Linked DNA regions of Mus musculus: all the other regions are linked to region 3. Evidence: chromatin contacts called from public Hi-C and HiCAR-type data. All regions are on one chromosome and are shown on one strand. Each heading gives the region's core, a stretch centred on a gene start, on an enhancer-like site or on the middle of the called end of the contact. The rest is flanking DNA. Distances are from core to core; before and after follow the strand shown. Region 1 overlaps Trpc4 (transient receptor potential cation channel, subfamily C, member 4). Region 2 has its middle 110 kb from the start of Trpc4. Region 3 holds the start of Trpc4 (transient receptor potential cation channel, subfamily C, member 4).

Region 1 (3,674 bases), core at 23-2,522, 90 kb before region 3:
TTTACCACAGCAAGCTCCCACCATGTCTACACACGCTAATCGTCTCAAAGAAGATATGTCCTCCTGTACCTGGAGAAATGTTTCCAGTGTAGGGTGGTATAAGGGAACAAAGTACCAGACACAGATGGGGGAAGGAATCATAGTTGAGGTGGTTCAGAGCAAGGTAGGGCAGGATTGACCTCAAAAGGCTGAGTGTTAAGACAGATTCATTTTTTACTTGAGGATTTGAAACACCCATCAGCTAAGAGGTGATTAGCTTTTGGTACTGTGATGGTTTGTATATGTTCAGCCCAGGGAGTGACACTATTAAAAGGTGTGGCCCTGTTGGAGTAGGTATGGTCGGTCTTGTTAGAATAGGTGTGTCACTGTGGGTGTGGGCTTTAAGACCCTCCTCTTAGCTGCCTGGAAGCCAGTATTCTGCTAGCATCCTTCAGATGAAGATGTAGAACTCTTCAAGTTCTGTGCCTGGTTCAAGGTGTGAGTATCTCTGTAAAATGTGAAAAAGCACACTTAAAGAGTCACATGATTTGAGAGAATTACAGAGTAACTTCCTGCCTTTCTTTCCATGTACTGAGCCTCAAAATGTTAGCTTTATTACTTTTCCTAATAAAATACTTATATTTGATTGCCTCAGCACAGAACCTTGACGCTTCAAGAAACATATTTTGGGCCATTGACATTATTCTTGTTTTAGACAGTTAATTAATTCATTAATAAATTTACTCTGTTTGAGACAAGGCTCACAATATAGCACAAGATGGCTTTGAACTCACAACTCTCCAGCCTCTGCCTCCCAGTGAGACTGTCAGCACTTGACTTAAACACCAATATCTCAAAGGAGAACAAGACTAGTGGAATTAAATGGTAGATTTTATTTGTTTATTTATTTTAGGGTATAAATATTTGACCTTCTCCCCTTCTCTCTCTTCTCCTTTTTGTTCTGAGATTTTGAAATAATGTGTGTATTTTATGAACTTAGAGCACTCCTCAGGGTGGACAGACTGTACATCAAGTACACAACCATCCTAGGAACGAGTAGCTCCTTCATTTTACAGCACAGTGCAAGGGTTTCACAATCCAGAGGATGATGACTGTCTTGTGGAATTTCAAAATGAGTCTGTGTGTAGGCAGCTTAGTTCTGAACACAGAGAGGAAGTTCGGTGTTGATGAACAGCTCATTCCAAAAGATAGTAAGTGTGCCCATTTCCCTGGCTGCTCTTCCTTCCTTCCAAGGAAGGACAGAGTAGGCACTTTCTTTTAATAGCCCTGGTATCTTTTCCTCCACCCCCAGTGCTGCATACTGCAGGAACCTAACTCCTTGGTTGAGCTAGGAGAATAAGAGATGTGGGATCTGTAAAACTTAAGAACTGAGTGTCTGGTGACAGCCTTCTGTGTTAGGATGCTCTTTAGAGACAGCTTACCCTAAGAAATAAAGCCAGACCACACGCATTTACATTGTCATTCACCCAATAAACACTCAGTCAACAGTTTCTGTTGTTAGCCAGTGGTTCTGTCTCAGTTGGTGGGCAGGGATTCAGTCTGCTTTCCATTTTGTTAAGATGAGCTAGCTGCTAGCTATAGGGAAGAAAGGCTGTCTGTTCTGTTCTGCCTCCAGCGTGTTGTGTCATTGGTTGAGTCTAAGAGAGGTTCTGCCAAATGGGTTTTTGTAGCCTGGAAGGGGCATCTCATGATGAATTCATTCCTGAGTCAGGAGGGAAGCCACAAGATGTGGCCTTATTAGCAAATATCTCAAAAAACTGGGCTCTCAGATTTACAAACACCTTACAGATTCTTCATCCACTTTCATTTCCTGAAAGAGAAAGAAACCCAAGAAATCTGCTTCTAACCCTGAAGATACCTGAGCTGGGTGTTCCAAGCACAGGGATGTTCTCAAATGAAAATCCACGAGAGAATCACCAAATGGTCTCTCCTGTGATGGTTTCTACATGCACAATCCAGGGGATGACACTATTGGAAGGTATGGCCCTGTTGAATCAGGTGTGGCCTTGTTGAAGTAGGTTTGTCACTGTGGGTGTGGGCTTTTAAGACCTTCATCCTAGCTGCCTGGAAGCCAGTATTCTGCTAGCAGCCTTCAGATGAAGATGTAGAACTCTCAGCAACTCTTGCTCCATGCCTTCCAGGACACTACTTTCCTGCTATGATGATAATAGACTGAACTTGTAAGCCAGACCTAACTGAATGCTGTCCTTATGAGAGTTGACTCGGTCATGGTGTCTGTTCACAGTAGTAAAACCCCAACTAAGACACTTCCCTTAGAGGTTACAGGTGGAAACTACTACAGAACTTGTCATGTCTTGGAATTTACAGTCAGGAAAATGATGCCCATTGAGCCCGGTTGGGCTTACTATGGACACAAAACTAGAAGCATCAGATGTTGTCTGCCTATGGAATGTACTGCTGATGGGGACATCATTGATGTGCTATAGGAAGATAGGATTGACATTGACCCCAGATGAGGTCAGAGTCACACAGATATAGTCTCAACTTAGCAAGAGCTAGCTGCATGAGTCACATGACTCATAGATAATAAAAGGCCTAAGACAAACAATACTGATTTCACAAGCTCTGAGGGAGGAAATAAAAACTAGGTACTCAGTTGCAAAGCCCGGGCACTTTTACCAACAGCATTTTTCTTTTCTTTCTCTTATTTTATGAGTCTCAGAAATCACTGTCAAACACCTCGTGTTCTCATCAGCCAGCACAGTCCCTCCAAAGAAAGAAAAAACATGTTTGCCACCAGCCCTCTGAGGTTCACTTGGTATTTTGTAAAGAAAATGAAAGTAATGTATGAACCAGGCAGGCCCAGTGGCTCACATGTAATCCTAGCCATTTGCAGTGCTGAGGGATCTCAAGTGCAAGGTCTGTCTGGGCATACAATGAGTTCAGAGCCAGCATGGGCAGTTTAGTGAGACCCTGTCTTCAAATAAAAAATAAAGAGGAGTTCCATGTAGTGTCCCAGGACTCCCTTTCTTCCACACTGCCAAGGAAGCCTGCATCTCCTTCCAACCCTGTACGTCCCAGCTCAATAAAAGCCCATCAGAAATTTAAAAAAAAAATGAACAGAACCTAAAGAGCTTTGGGATGCTGAAAAAAGGACCTAATCTTTGAATTATGAACACAGAAAAAGGACGAAATGTCATAGTGGAGGTACAGCGAATATACATTTCTCAATGAACTGTGATTTCATAGACGAAAAATTCCTAAACTTAGAGAAAAAGGTGCTTATATAGGTACAAGGGGTCCACAGGACAGCAAAGGACAGGACCAGAAAAGGAAGTCCCCACAATCTACGACAGCTAACACAGAGAAAGGAGAAAAAGTGCTGCAAGCTGCGGGACAGAAAGGTCAAGTCACTTATGAAGATACTTCTCAGGATAATACCTGCTGATGTGACAGAAACTCGAAGCCAGGAAGGCCTGGAAAGAGATCAAGAAAAAAACATTTAAAAGAGCTAGGACTGAATAAAAATGAAAACACAAACTAGCAAACTCCAGGGGACACAGTGAAGGCAGTTCTACTGGGAAAGCTTACGTGAAAACAGAAGACCCAGGATAACCAAAACAATCATCAACTATAGAAACACTGCCAGAAGTAGTACCATCTCTCACTGCACGTTCTACAACAGAACTATTGTAATAAAAACAGTGTGCTCC
Region 2 (3,680 bases), core at 727-3,226, 110 kb after region 3:
TTTTGTTTCCTCTTGCAAGGGTAGTCATTGGGTATTGAGGTCCTACCCACAGGCAAAGAAAAAATTAGTAAAGACAAATAGGATATACCTATAAAGATTCCTATTGTGAGCTGGACACAGGAAAATATGAAGGCTTCACTGAAAGCCAGTAATGTTTATACTGCATGGCTGCTGGTTATCTCAGAATGCCCTGTGTCACAATAAGCTTCAGTTATAAGAAATTAATCTGTGTTCTTCAGCTGCTGTTGTTACTGTGCTTGGCATTGTCCTCTTATGGTTGAGCAAGTCATCTCTTAAAAACTGTTTGAGGCATGGCTTTGACCACATATAGACTTAAAAACCATACTTACCGAGGAAGTCACTGCCATGATTTCATGGGGGGTCTTAGTACTACCTTCAGAGCACAGATCACTGAGCCTCAGGCTTCACTCCTCTGGGAAAGAATTTTGTTGAAATGACATAATCATGATTTATCTTGTTTTATTTTTCTATAAAATATTGTTCTATTCAATTCCTTAGTGTATTAGTCAGGGTTCTCTAGAGTAACAGAACTTTACAGAATGACTCTCTCTCTCATATATATATGATTTATTAGAATGACTTATAGGCTATGGTTCAGCTAACCTAACAATGGTTGACTATGAATAGAAATCCAAGAATTTCTATGGCCAAGAATCCAGAAGTTGTTCAGTCTAGGAGGCTAGATGCCCCAGCTGGTCTTAAGTAGATGCTGAAATCCTGGAGAGGTAGGCTTTGGTGCCAGTAAAGGAATAGACTTGCTAGCAATGAGAGAACAAATAGACAAAGAGCAAGTGACTCCTTCTTTCATGTTCTTATATAGCCTTCCAGAAGCAGAAGGTATAGCCCAGATTAAAGATGTCTTCCTACCTCAAAGTACAGATTAAAGATTTGTCTTCCTACCCAAAGATCTGGATTAAAAGTGGATCTTCCTACTTTAAATTGAGCAAAAATCCCTCATAGGTATGCCTTCTCTCTTTCAGTTTTATTTAAGTCAAGATGTAGACAAGTTGACAACAGAGAATGGCCATCACACTTGGTTAGCTGTATAATTTGGGCTGGCACCCAGGTTAACATTTCACTTCGTTCAGGCATATGTGTTCCAGTTTGGAATCTTGTGGCTATACAATATCTTAGCCACACATTCTAAGCATTTCAATTCCAAGTGTCAGATCTGATATAAAAGCATTTAGATCATGTTGAAAGTGAGATGTCTGTTTTTACTCCAAGGTAAAAGAGAGAATGAGTTCTGGGGAAAGCCACAAAGTCTCCACTGAATACAGCTTTCATACTTTGTCCATCCACCAGGTAGGCATAGGGAGGAATAGCAATCATCACAGTCAATATTCCCTGGGGTCTGCACAGGCACTGCTCTCCTTGGCCCTTCATCCCTATACTATAGATATAGAGATTGGACTGAGAATGAATTGATTGGCAGTATGTAAAAAAAAAAAAAAAAAAGGGAAAAAGAAGAAAGTATATTCCACTTTTAATCCTCATTGTATTCTCTCTTCTCCTGTATCTGTTGTCTGTCCTCTGTCTGTCTGTCTGTCTGTCTGTCTCTCTTCTCTTCTCTTTCCTTCCTTTGACTCCACATGGATTGAGGCTTTGTTTAGAAACACCTCTCACCATCTCGGGTCATAAAACCAAAATGGCCAAACAGAATGTTTAATGTTTCAGCTAATAACAACAAACAGAATAGAGCAAGCCATCTTCAAATCCCATGTGATATGTTTGCCAACTGAAGGTCTTCAATCCTTGTGAGCCAAACTCCAAGTTCCAGATGGGTAAACTTTTGCTTCTTTCCCAACGTCCAATCAATTTCCATCCATGCTGATTAAATCGCATCATTATTCTTGATTTGTTCTTTCCACTTTCTATCTTTACCCCTGGCAATCTTGCTGAGGTTTTACTAATTATATCTTACCGCCCCATCCTTCTCCTGATCAACCCCCACCTTTTTTTTTCTCTAATACAGTCTTCAGTCTTCTGCAAGGCTGGCTTTCTCCAGTCCAATCATGCTATGCACTCATGCTTTTAAAAAAAGAAAACATCAAACATTAGTTAACATTTTCTGAAAAGCACCCAACTATTTCACTGTGATGGCAGCAAGATTGAAAAGCACTGAATTCTGCAGAGGATTGGCAGTGTTGTGAAGGATCCAGACATGAAACCTGGGAGCAGTGTCAACCTGCTGCATTTGCCTTACTGTGGTGCTATCAAGTAACTCACTTTTCACATTCTCTTAACTTAAAGAGTCTTTACTGCCCATGTGCATAATATCATGCTCCAAATTTGCAGATAATAAAAATCATCAATCTCCTGCCATGGGAAGAACCCTTTATGGCCATCAAAATTGTTATCTTCTCACCTTGGTGGCTCTTTGCAGAAAGCCAACTGTCCTATCAGAGTCCACATTAGAGAAGATTGCTCTTCTAGAAGACGATTCCAAGGTGTTCCAAATGTCAACCATCTGCACTTCACTGAAAACCAATGTAACCTCCCTACAAGAAAGAGACATCATTCCTGTGGGGCATGCATGAAGGATTAACAGTAGTTTTATGTATATGTTGAGAGTGAACTTCATCAAGCCTGAATTCTTGCCCAATTTCAGAAAAGATGCAGACATAGAAACACAACATTTGCCATATTTGATTTTTTTACTAAGAATAAATTACTTGCTTTATTAATATGGTAATCCTTTTCCATAAAATATTTTAAAGTATGAAGTTTTACTTGTAACACTATTGTTCTTTGTTTGGCACACTTTGAAATATGGCAATCATCTAAAATATATTTGTAAATTTTAGTTTTTATTCAGTTATTTTTCTGACAGTTTCATACATGTATATATAGTGAGTTCTTATTACTCTCATTACCCACTTTCTCTCTGCTCTCTTTCTTATCAGCACCCCCCTTTTCCATCAGTCCATCTCTCTCCCTTCCATCCCTACCAGCATTCCCTTCTCCATCAGTCCATCTCTTGGGGTCATGATTGTTGGGTTTGTTTGTATGCCATGTTTAACTTAACAGGAATCATCTTTGTGATTATAGGGCTGAACTCTCCATTGGAGGTTTTTGGGGTCACCAACAGGTACACAACTGAAGGCAATGACACCCCAATTCCCTGAACTTGTTATTGGGAATAGTTCAGCAATATTGGATAAGATCCTCTTAGCCCTTACTCTAGCCATGCCTGGAGGCTGACGGGCCCATTCTTGTACACATCTGGTAGAGTCATCCATAATTGTTAAGAGAGCACCAACCATGGTTCTCTTCTGAGGGGAAGGAATAAACCCAGCCAGAGAGCAGTTGTTTACCCCCATGACAGTAGCAGCACTAATGTAGCAGTGGGAACATCCTGTCTGGCAGGTTCACAGCTTGATAAAATTATTGATGACTTTTCTCCCCCCATAGACTGAATAGCACATCCCAAGACTGAAAGTTAGGCACCAGGGAGGACACTGTTTGATTTTGCTGTATTATGCAACCAAAGTATGCCATGTCTTCACCTAGGATGTGGGGTTTTATCATCTAGTTCTGGTGGGCGAACGAGAGTCCATTTTTTTTGGTTCTTTTTTATTGGCCTCTGGAGCCTCCCAGACCTACAATTCATAATGAGATATCTCACTGCTGGCAATGCGGGTGGGGGTTAAACATGC
Region 3 (3,774 bases), core at 1,113-3,612:
AGTTTGAAGCACATACACTAAACAAGAATGACCTTCAAAGGTCCACTAAACAGAAAGGATAGGCGGACAGTTTTCATGGTTCCAAGCCTCTATAAAATATGAACTGATTCAGGTTCTACTCTGTGAAAAGCTATCTATCCCGAGACTGTTTGGTTCTTTGAAACAGCCACTTTACACATCCCGTCGGCTCTTTTCATCTTGGCTGTCTAGAAATAAATGCAACACAAATATGAATAATATAAGATTATTTAAAACATGGAAGCCTTATAAATCTAGTCCCTCTCATATCTCTGAGAATGACTGAAAAGAAGAAAACTGAGATGTGCTTCATTTCTTAAGATCAGAGATTCTTACAAAAGCTATCAATGCGTGGCAGCTTCAGCTAAGAGATGTTTGTTTCCTGTCCAGCTTTGATACCTGATGCTTCTGATGAATGCTCCTTCCAGATCACACTGATAAACTTTTCTAAGTTCACACTTGCAAATCTTTTCCTCGTGATATATCCCCTCAGAGGACCATGGGCAACTCTGATGTCTCTCTTTCACCAACCTGTAGGTTTTTGGCCCCTTTGCCTTTCTTGGCTTAAGTCTATCCTTCCTCCTCCTCCCACCAGTCAGTGTAAAGATTCAGATCAAAGTTCAGGCAAGGCAAAGCTGCTCCTTGCAGTCTTTCTCTGAAACCGTGCACATGCACTCTCCCTCCCTCTCCTTGCTACCCTTTTTAATCCAAGTTATTCATATATCCTTTGATGCCCATTTACCTTGCCCGGGCTGACTGATTGATCCTGGTTAACCACAGCATTGATTTGCAGAGATTGTAAAGACCTTCATTCACTTTACCCACGTTAAATTCAATTTTGATCCTAATTCTGAGTTTCGGACAGGATTACCCCTATATCTTACTACTTTGTTTCTCTTAAGAGCTGGATGTTTCCTGGTTTACTGTCCAGATGAACAGAAGTAGGCGTTACAAATATAACTTTAAATAGCAAATCGTAACACCGTTAACATAACCGCCAACTCCTACTCTCGGTGTCTGAGTCTTTAAAAAAAAATCCTCTGCTAAATCTTTTATTCTTCCTAAAGAATTTTTAAGTACTTTGCATTGTGATGACTACGAGAGAAAAGCCAGCGAGCCTATGAACCTCGGTGGTTTATTTTATCACAGTTTTACAAATCTGTTCGAAGATTTCATTTTAAAGGCACAGTGACAGCGTTTTCTCTCTCTTCCCACTCGTTTGGCTTAGTAGCTTACTCCCTCCGTAAGTAACTTGATAACCTTTTATAGCAGCCAGCGGTATTTAATGATAATGCTCCCCTGGGAAAAACCGCAGTGGGCAGGGATACACCACAGTGGCTGGAGAACACTGGACACATGGTCTTTGGTCCCTCTGCCCAGCTCACCTCCACCCTCATGTCTCTATCTTTCTCTGTCTCTCTCTGGAGTCACAAAAGGCAGTTCGCAGCTGGAAACAACAAGTTGCGCCATGGATTCAAGCTATCTACTCAAGTAGCAAGCAGAGTCACTGGTTCAGCTGGAATCTCAGTTGCCAAGCGAACTAGGAACCCCCAAACCTGGTCCAACCACAAGCTTAAAAGTGCTTTTGCTGCTTGACAGAGGAAAATGACGCAGAGGGGAATGAACCCACTGAACAGCGGTCGCTGTCCTCCCTTCGTGCCCTCAGCTCGTTGGAGAGTCATAGAGCTCACCTTACGTGCCCAAGGACCATGTCATTTCCATCCTCTCCAAACGTCCAAACGCGCACGGGAGGTTGTACACAAGCACCGAGCTCCCCAGCACCGCGGGGATAAGGGCTGATCCTTTGTTTACCATGTAAATCACACCGGGGGTTCGCTCTTCGTCCTCACCCCTGCCTCACAACGCGATACAGAGAGAGCCTGGAAGCACCCCCAAACTCCCCCTTATCCCAGGTCATCCAAAGAAAGCTTCGCGAAAATCTTTCCCCGAACCTTAAAAAAGCAACCTTTTTAAAAAGAAGAAGAACCTTAAAAAGCTGCTGCACCCTGGTGACTCGCGTAAGCCCCCAGGGATACCCGCCTCCTAGCAGGGAGCCTGCTTCCCAGTCGGCTTAGGAAACTTAATCAGTATCCCAGATGTGAGGCCCGCGTCTGGAGCGCGGAGCCTGCACCCTCTCTTACCCGCAAAGTTGCAATCTGGTGGTTGAAGTGACCGAGGTGGGCTCGGCGAGCGCGCAGCACCAGTGCTGTGCCTGGTGCTAGCGCAGCTGGTCAGTTCCGATGGGGTTTCCGTAGTCGCTACCGAGTTTTTTGGAGCATTCCAAGGGGGAAAAAAACCCGCACGAAACCAGAGCCCACGCAGCTGGCACAGAACTGGGCGGAGTGAGGATGCTGGAGAGCCAGAGCAGGGGCGCGGGGGAGGGGCAGCCCAGGAGGGGGCGGGGTGCCCAGGACGACAGCCTCGCCCACCAGGCACTGATGCTCTCCCCACCTATACCCCCGGAAAAGTTGCGTTCCCAAGGTGGCCAAAGAGCAGCCTGGAGGACCGCCCCCACCCATCCTGGGTCTGCCCGAATGGATGCGCATCCCACGCACCTCCCTAGGAGCGGGTATAAAGGACCCACAAACACCTCAACGCGCCACCCGGGAGCATCTCTCCAGGTCAGTCAGCAAGCAGGGTGGCTCGCCATATGTCTGCTTGTCACTCAGCTAAGTGGTGGTCAGGACAGACCCGGAGGTCTTGGGTGTTTGGCATACACAGATCAGGGCTTGGTGTAGCCCAGGAGAAATGCAAAACTTCACTTGTCAACCGAACCCAACCCTGGAAAGCCCTGCTCCAACCATACTAAGCAGCTGGTCAAAGGATTGGAACAAATTGTCTCTCCCCCTACCCAGCCCTGGCAACTCTTGTAGCCGCCCTGGACTCCTGGCACCCCCTTCCCTGTCCTCAAGGTGTCACACTTGCCTTGCTAGTGCAGGGATGTGCTTGCCACTACCATCAACAATCCAGACAGTGGCAATAAATAAATGATAAGCCCCCAGCATCCCATCCACTCCTACCTGGCTCCCTCTAAACAACTGGCAATCAAGATTCCCACGTATTTAATCCCAAATTATGGGCCAGCGTAGGAGCTGGAGGTCCTGGTGGCTGCAGGTGGGCATGTTGGTGAACGACGGTGTCTGCCACCGGACTCAGCATCTCTAACTCTAATCTTGAGCTTCCAGATACAGCTTATCTCTTGGTGTAGTATTCATACACAAAAATAAGATCCAAGTACAGAGGTGGAAAAGTTCATGTAACTTGCCACACCTTTATTGTTCGTGATCTCAAGACCAAGGGACAAACTTAGCAGTGCGTTTGCCAAAAGGCTTCAGCCCCCTCCTACCTTCACTTCTCGGGTTTCTTTTTCAGAGCACAGGCGGTTGTGAGCTCCCCCCATCGCCTGTAAGCATCCCAGCAGCAAGATTTAATAGACTCAGGCTCACTCTGCGTTTCTGAACGTCAGATGAGTGAGGTGGGTTTTTTTTTTTTTCCGTTTCGTTTTTTTGTTTTTGTTTTTTAAGGGTAATTGCAGAGTAAGGAGGCTTTGTTGACTTTGGAGTGTACTCTTTGGAGTGAAGGTTTTGTTTTGTTGTTCTTTTCAAAATGCTGTTTGTAGTTGTCAAGTTTTCTTTCTCCTGAGCTAACTGCTCCTCTCATAGGTCAGCATGACCCCTAGAGTGATTTTGAGAGAGCACAGCCCACAGTCCGTCCCACAAAATACCGAGGCCTTTACAGTACACCAAACAAACCTGT

The links. A called contact is a pair of places that touch in the nucleus more often than the background predicts. HiCAR-type assays count read pairs that join an accessible place to other places.
Region 1: a contact with region 3 is called in a Hi-C map of uterus, with 3 times the contacts expected there. The contact joins the enhancer-like site here to the promoter of Trpc4 in region 3. A contact is called at or near these places in 1 of 39 promoter capture datasets (hippocampal neurons), 8 of 484 Hi-C or Micro-C datasets (cerebral cortex, cortical neurons and uterus), 1 of 115 datasets of contacts at active chromatin or transcription factors (neural progenitor cells) and 2 of 9 other capture datasets (adipose tissue and liver).
Region 2: a contact with region 3 is called in a HiCAR-type map of PVALB interneurons, with 4 times the contacts expected there. The contact joins the enhancer-like site here to the promoter of Trpc4 in region 3. A contact is called at or near these places in 1 of 39 promoter capture datasets (hippocampal neurons), 2 of 484 Hi-C or Micro-C datasets (cerebral cortex and embryonic stem cells), 3 of 115 datasets of contacts at active chromatin or transcription factors (PVALB interneurons, large pre-B cells and neural progenitor cells) and 2 of 9 other capture datasets (adipose tissue and embryonic stem cells).

The regions. Positions count from the first base shown.
Region 1 is chr3:54,244,104-54,247,777 of GRCm38.p6, reverse strand. The region is part of intron 3 of Trpc4 (transient receptor potential cation channel, subfamily C, member 4); the gene reads right to left. Among named protein-coding and RNA genes, the nearest start is that of Trpc4, 90 kb to the right of the region's middle. Within about 2 kb of position 1,272, at least 25 of the 459 cell types and tissues checked have an H3K27ac peak or open chromatin away from gene starts, as enhancers often do. A contact at or near this core is called in adipose tissue and uterus, where this site is marked.
Region 2 is chr3:54,039,382-54,043,061 of GRCm38.p6, reverse strand. No RefSeq gene overlaps it. Among named protein-coding and RNA genes, the nearest start is that of Trpc4, 110 kb to the left of the region's middle. Within about 2 kb of position 1,976, at least 1 of the 459 cell types and tissues checked has an H3K27ac peak or open chromatin away from gene starts, as enhancers often do. A contact at or near this core is called in PVALB interneurons, where this site is marked.
Region 3 is chr3:54,154,645-54,158,418 of GRCm38.p6, reverse strand. It overlaps Trpc4 (transient receptor potential cation channel, subfamily C, member 4), which reads right to left and starts at 2,362. Exons shown (of 11, transcript NM_016984.3): 1 at 2,160-2,362.